Linked DNA regions of Rattus norvegicus: region 1 is linked to region 2. Evidence: chromatin contacts called from public Hi-C data. All regions are on one chromosome and are shown on one strand. The core of a region is the stretch at or near the end of the contact, and the rest is flanking DNA. Distances in the headings are between cores, read along the strand shown.

Region 1 (3,768 bases), core at 664-3,163, 220 kb before region 2:
ACCTAAGGCCAGACACAAAAGACGTGGAAAGGCTGGGGCCTCTATATTCCCTTTAAGAATCTGCTCCCAGTGCCTCCTCTCTTGTTTCCTGGCCATGCCTGCTGCTCCTTGCTGCATTGTACCTTTTCATAAGCAGGCATTCAGACATACAGTGGGATTCCCAAAGCCGTAAGCCAAAACTTTCCTCTCTGTAAGGTGACTGTCTCAGGCACTTTGTTACAGTAATGGCCCGGTGAGTACCGTGGTTTCCATGAGGCCCTGCTTGTAGAGCAGAGCATGACAGTGACCCAGAGTCATCTTCTTCCCAGCACCACCAGAGTTACCAACACACCGAGTTCCTGTTCTTTTCCTTTCTTTATTGCCGGTCTATCTCTGGACAGTGTGGTTTCTTTTGTTTGTCTTAATAGAAATTATACAGTATATGTTTTTTGTTTGCTTTGCCCTGGAACCTCTTGCCCAGCCTCGTGTCTCAGTTCCCTTTCTCTCGAAGCCCGTGACTGACTGCAGTTCCCTCTCCTGGCTGAGTGGATTTCTTTTTATGAATAAACCAGACCCCATCTGCTCTGCTGCTGGTAGACACTGAAGTTATTTGCAGTTGTGAAAATCTCATGGTGCATATGTGCGGGTTTGCAGTGGGAGCATGATTCAGACCCATGCTGCATTTGAGTGACCAGCGAGCTTTACCAGATATGCTAAACTCTTTGTGCCTGTGGCTTTTCTGGTGCATGCCATGGTCCACCACAGCTTAGGATTTCCACTTCTACATTAGGCTTTTGGGTCTTCACCTTGTCTGGTAGGTGTTAGATGGTATCCTGTGGCTCGAACTGTGTGTCAGTGATTACGAGTGAGGTGGCAGCATCCTTTCACGTATGCAAAAGGCTAGCTCTGCCTTTTCTGTCTGTCTCTGGCAGGCTTTGCACAGGGCTGACTTTCTTGCTGGACTGTAGGGTCCTGTATGTTCGAGTGTGTCACGTCCACAGTGTGAATAGCATCTTCAGAATGCCCTGCCCTGGGACCCCTCTGTCCCCTCCTCCAGCCTCTGCATTCAGCATGGTTGCTCTGGACTTGTCTGTGCTGCAGTGTCCCCTTACCCTTACCGCAGCAAGTGATGAAATAGAACTTCTGGGCAGTTACAACTGTTGGGTAAAAGTCCTGGCAGGACTCGGCAGGGTGGAGTGAGATTTCACTATAGTTCTCTCAATCGCCTGTTAAAATGGACCAGTTGTTTACTTGGGAATTTCCACTGATATTTTGATTATCCTTAGATCTCTGTTGACCCTGAATATTCACAGACTAGGGAGCAGTGGCTGTGTTCCTTTTCTTTTCTGTTTTCTTTTTAAATTCTTTTGTTTTGCTTTAATTTTTTTTTAAGATTTGTTTATTTTATGAGTACACTGCAGCTGTCTTCAGACACACCAGAAGAGGGCATCGAATCTCATTACAGATGGTTGTGGGAATTGAACTCAGGACCTCTGGAAGAGCAGTCAGTGCTCTTAACCGCTGAGCCATCTCTCCAGCTCTTCTTTTCTTTTGAAAGGTTTTAGTTTTATTCTATGCATATGGTCTTTTGCCTATGCATATGTCTGTGTACCAAGCACATGCCCGGTGTCTGCAGAAGCCAGAGGAGGGAGTCGGATCTCCTGGAACTGAAGTTGTGAGTTGCTGTGTGAGTGCTGGGAACTGAACCTGGGTCCTCTGGAAGATCATCTCCCCAGAACAGCGTCCTTTTTAATGTAGAGTGATAGCCCATTGCATGGTCAGGCTGCACTGTTTAAACATTTGCTTCCTGATGATCTCTGGGATGTTGCCAACTTTTGGCTACGACAACAAGATCTGCTGTGAACATTGTGTGCTTTTCTCTGTGAATCACTTTCAAAATGCCTGGTCAGTGTAAAAGGACCCGCCCAGTTGTTCAGTGTGAAAGGACCCGCCCAGTTGTTGGGTGTATTTCTGTGCAGTCTCACCAGCACGCTGTCTCACCACTCTGCCCCTTCCATTCTGTTTGTTTTTCTTTTTCTTTCCCCATTGTTTGTTTTTGCAGGGTTTCTCCATGTAGTCCTGGCTGACCTGGAACTCACTGTAGACCCTGCTGACTGGAGGCCTCAGAGGGGACTTAGGCAGGTGGCATTAGGACCTGACCTGATGACTTTACTTGAAGTGTGGTTTCTTCTTCCCCTGGTTGTCTCCTCAGCATGTCCAGGAGCTTCCTGTGCAGTGTGGAGAGCATGCTGGTGTGAGCCGGATTTCCCTGGTCTCCCACTATAGGGCCTCGGTATTTTCTCAGCTTCTTGGAGGAGTAACCCCTGCAGCCATCTTTCTTGTCTTTACCAGTCAAGGCCTCTAGACACGGAACCACCGAGTTCGAGAAGAACTTATATTTTGTTCACACAGTGCCTATTTAAGCAGCTTTTAAGAAAAATAGCTTTTAAAAAAAATCACCACTTTCAGGGAATGGTCTTTGAAAGCTTCTGATATGGTTAGTAATTATTTCTCCTCTGGAACTTGTGTTTATTACTGAACATGGAGCTGTGGTTTTGCGTGCGCTTACCTGTGCACGTTGTCCTGAAGCCTCCCTGCCGCTGACTCTGTTCGTTTCTGACCAGCAGGGGTCACTGCTGGATAGCAAAGTGGGTGGGATGGCGCTGGCTGCCGTTCTGGGGACTCCCACAAAGGGACTCCCACAAAGCACACAGCTCTGCTACCTTTTGCCCTAGGCGCCCTTTGTTCACCGCATTGGGCCTCCTTCTCATCCCCACATTTCAGCAGCGCAGAACCTCTGCCTCCTGTGTTAAGTCTTACAATCAGAGAAGTCGGACTAGACTCAGATGACTGAGTACACAGCTTGGCAAGCTGCTTCTGTTCTCTGTCCCAGCCTGTGTCTGCGAAGAGGTTCAGAGGGACACTGTAGAGCCCACTGTGTAGCCAGCCTGTGCCCAAAGCCTCCATGGTACTTGGTGTCCGCCGCCTGCTTCCTTGAAGTATGCTGGCTGGCACGCACGCACGCACGCACGCACGCACGCACGCAACTGCTGGTGCTCCTGGTCTTTTCTCTCTGTCTGGCTTTCTTCAGATCTCCCCAACGCTCCCATTCACTTAAAAATCACATTGCTATTTTCTGAGTGTTTACCTGCATGTTTTAAAGTACACACCTGAGTACAGTGCCCACAGAGGCCAGAAAACGGTGTCAAATCCCCTGAAACTGTGAGCTGCCACATGGGTGCTGGGAGCCAGTCCTGGGCCCCTCCCTGTAAGAGCAGTGAATTCTCTTAACCACTGAGCCGGCTCTCCAGCCCCTCGTCCACTCCTCCCCCCACTATTTTTAACTTAGACTAATTATGGAGTGTGCTGGGGGTGTGGAAGTCCCCATGCCATGCAGTCACGGTGAGAACCAGTCCTTGCTTCCATTCTGTGCAGACATAGGCTGTCACTTAGCTACAGTGGTCCCCTGCTGAACCTTTCCATAGTCACGCCCTCTGTCGTGCATCTTTCAGCCTACCCCTCTTCCTTTTTTGGGGTGGTGGCTGGAGGCCCCAACACTATCTGGCATTGTTTGCCTTTGCAGGTTTCCTGCCCAGCCCAGCCCTCACAGCCCGTGGTGATGGACTGCTTACCTTTATGAGAACAAAGCTGAGTGCACACCAGAGTGCATGGATGAACAGGTTCATGCTGTGGGACCTCGAGTCCTTTCCAGGCTCTGCTGTAGTTCCCGTGCTGAATGCGTCCACGGCAGGATGTGCTGTCGATATTGAACGTTCCTCCTCCTCACCA
Region 2 (3,412 bases), core at 686-3,185:
GGAATTGAACTCAGGACCTCTGGAAGAGCAGTCAGTGCTCTTAACCGCTGAGCCATCCCTCCAGCCCTCGGCCCAATCTTTTGATTGACAGGTTACCCACAATGCTTTGAAAATCTCATACACACACACACACACACACACACACACACACACACACACACACACACATATCACCTGGGACAAAGAACAAAGAGAGGAAATAGTAATGCCCCTCTCAACCCAGAACCACTCTCAACAGAGCTGCCCGCAGGCTCTGGGCCCAGTGGCCCTGGAGGGAGTCACATTGCCACACCAGGCTCCCACCCCCCTCCCCGAGCTGAGGACTGAACCCAGGACCTTTTGCTTGCAAGCGCTATACCATTGAGCTAAATCCCCAACCCCTTTAAATTATTTTTTTTGCTCTATTCCATTTTCAATTTGTTTTTGAATGTATATTGACGTTTTGCCTGCACGTATGCTGGGTGAAGATGCCCGATCCCCTAGAACCAGACAGTTGGGCGCTGCTCCATAGGTGCTGGGAATTGAACCCAGGTCCTCTGGAAGAGCAGACCGTGCGCTTAACTGCTGAGCCATCCCTCCAGCCCCAAGATAAATCTTAAAAAACAAAATAATGGAAGACGTTGCTCAGCGGGAGAGTGAGGTGTAACTCAGGAGACAAGACCTTCCCAGAATCCAACATGGGGCGGGCATTGGCTCTGCAAAAGCATTAGTGTCTTCACCCCGCCCTCTGTCTCCTCAGCGCGCTGGACTGGGAGTTCTTCTCGGTGGGAGAAGATCACTTCCTGGTGGTCGCGAACTCCTTTGACGGAAACACCTTCTCAGTGAACAGTATTATTTACAGGTAAGGACCGCTGAAGGTCAGGGGTCATCCTCCCATCTCAGGGTTCATCGTATGGGGTTGGGGGAGGGGAATTTCCATTCCCTTCAAGGGGGGCGGGGCGGAAGGTGACCCCTGGCTCAGAACAAGTCAAGACCATCAGCCTGAGGGTGCGCTTTCCCAAGTCCGACCAGGACAGGGAATCTGTCACCAGGCTGTATCAGCGACATCCCGAGGGCCACGCCCCTCAGGTAAAGACTGTCAGCTAACGACGCGTAGATGGATGGGCAAATTAGTGGGAATTTATGGGGCCTGGTTTTCCTCTAATATTGAGACACTCCCCTTGCTTTTTTTTTTTTTTTTGTCTAGTAGTTTTTTTTTTTAAGAATTATTTATTTTATGTATGTGCGTACACTGTAGCTGTCTTCAGCCACACCAGAAGAGGGCATCTGATCCCATTACAGATGGTTGTGAGCCACCATGTGGTTGCTGGGAATTGAACTCAGGACCTCTGGAAGAGCAGTCGGTTCTCTTAACCACTGAGCCATCTCTCCAGCCCTGTCTAGTAGTTTTTGAGTGCTTAACCACGAGTGGGGCGGGCTGCGTTCCCAGCCCTTTATCAGTCACCTGAAAACACTGCCAAATGGCTTTAAAGGGAGGAGTCTCAGGGCCCTAGCCACACTGGCTGTCTCTTCCATGAAGGTAGTGGCACCCTTACCTGGTAAGGCTTCAATAGCTTAGTTAGTCGCCTAACTAGCTCAAAGTTCCATCACTATCTTGGACAGCAGCAGTGGCAGCCAACCGTTCTGCTTTGTGGCTTTGATCTAAACTTTTTTTTTTAAGGTTTATTTATTTATTCTATATAAGTACGCTGTAGCTGTCTTCATGCACACCAGAAGAGGGCATCAGATCCCATTACAGATGGTGGTGAGCCACCATGTGGTTGCTGGGATTTGAACTCAGGACCTCTGGAAGAGCAGTCAGTGCTCTTAGCCGCTGAGCTATCTCTCCAGTCCTGTGGCTTTGATCTAAACGTCACAGCTAGGGAGGTGCCTCAGCCCGCCTGGCTCCTGATTTCCCTAGGCGTCCATAGCACTTAGGGCGGGAGAGGTTGACCTGCTGGTGTGATGACAGACAGTGAGAGATTTGTTTGGAGCAGAGCCACTGAGGTCAGACTCAGACTTTCTTCATCCCAGTTTCCAATTGCTGACTCAGAATTTCTGCAACCTTCTGGATTCCAACTGTAGCTCAGACTGGTTTCTGAGAGGAAGGGAAGTCTGTCTGTGACACCCTGTAGTAGTCTATAAGTTTATAAGCAGACGATGCAGCTTCTCTCTGCACCTGTCGCCAGGACAGTTTCTGGGACCTCTTTGTGATCCATCTCCCCTCACACTTACCTGCTTCTTCGGGTCTCCGCTCTCCTGAAATGCTTCGGTCACCTGCAGTTTATTAGAAAGTTAGGGCTTTGCTTGGACTTTCAGATTCATTGCTGTGGTCTTTTGAACATGACAGAGGTTTGTTAAAGGAGAGATGGCTCGGTGGCTAAGAGCACTTGCTCCTCTTTTTTATTTTTTATTTTTTCTTTTTTTCGGAGCTGGGGACTGAACCCAGGGCCTTGCGCTTGCTAGGCAAGCACTCTACCACTGAGCTAAATCCCCAACCCCTTGCTGCTCTTTCAATTTGGTTCTCAGCACCCACATGGTAACTCCCAATCATTCCACGCATGCAGTCTGGGAAGGTCACAGGACTATTCAAAATCGCAGGACACACTCCACATACACACACACACACACACACGCACACACACACACACACGCACGCATAAAATAAACTTAAGAGAAAAGTAAATTCACGTCATGCCACAGACCGTTAAGGCAACCCAGAGGGACTGGTTTCAGGTGGGCAAGGTGTCAGCAGATGACAAACAGACACAGACACAAGGTGGTCTTGGATCTGAGTGCTATTTTTCTATTCAAGCATCAGACTTTTATAATCATAAAGTGAAGCGAAAAGCAATGTTGCACATACACAGGAACAGAAAGGACAAAGGTCCCCGGGAACGGTTTTACAATGTTCTTATTAGATATTCATAGATTGGACCCAATTCCAAGAAATCAGTAAACCATTCATTTGCAAGTTGATGTTATCTCTAACGTTTGAGACAGTAGCCAAGTTGGCAAGCCACACAGTGGTACCTGTAGTCAGCAGTCAACTATCTGAGATTTTACGGTAGCCTTTCTGTTGCTTTGTGAGCTACCAAATTAGATTCATCGTATATGGGCTTCTTCCTCCTAATTTCCTCTAATATATTTAATTCCAACACTAACTCTACTTAGGGGCTGCTGTAACTGTGTAATGATACTAGCTCTATTCTCTTTAAATAATCAACACCATGGGGGTCACGACTGTGCCAATTCCCCCATAAATGGGAGTGAATAATGTGATACCTTTTCTCCGTTGTGACTGATCCATCGATTGCCAGATTCATCATAAACTCCTGTATATGGCAAGGGATCAAGGGGAGCACGCATTGGCCCCATCCTCCTTACAGGGGCGAAACTACCGGTCTCCCTGCTATAAGCCATGCCATCTGCC

The links. Hi-C and Micro-C count contacts between places; a contact is called where the count stands out from the background.
Region 1: a contact with region 2 is called in a Hi-C map of liver, with 4 times the contacts expected there. The contact joins two enhancer-like sites. A contact is called at or near these places in 10 of 12 Hi-C or Micro-C datasets (the A7r5 cell line, the Rat2 cell line, Schwann cells and 6 more).

What each region holds. Positions count from the first base shown.
Region 1 is chr20:10,998,571-11,002,338 of GRCr8, reverse strand. All of the region lies in intron 1 of Ube2g2 (ubiquitin-conjugating enzyme E2G 2), which reads left to right. Among named protein-coding and RNA genes, the nearest start is that of Ube2g2, 4.6 kb to the left of the region's middle. Within about 2 kb of position 1,913, at least 13 of the 93 cell types and tissues checked have an H3K27ac peak or open chromatin away from gene starts, as enhancers often do. A contact at or near this core is called in liver, where this site is marked.
Region 2 is chr20:10,774,549-10,777,960 of GRCr8, reverse strand. Tspear (thrombospondin-type laminin G domain and EAR repeats) reads left to right here. Exons shown (of 12, transcript XM_063279613.1): 11 at 740-841. Among named protein-coding and RNA genes, the nearest start is that of Lrrc3, 17 kb to the right of the region's middle. Within about 2 kb of position 1,935, at least 2 of the 93 cell types and tissues checked have an H3K27ac peak or open chromatin away from gene starts, as enhancers often do. A contact at or near this core is called in liver, where this site is marked.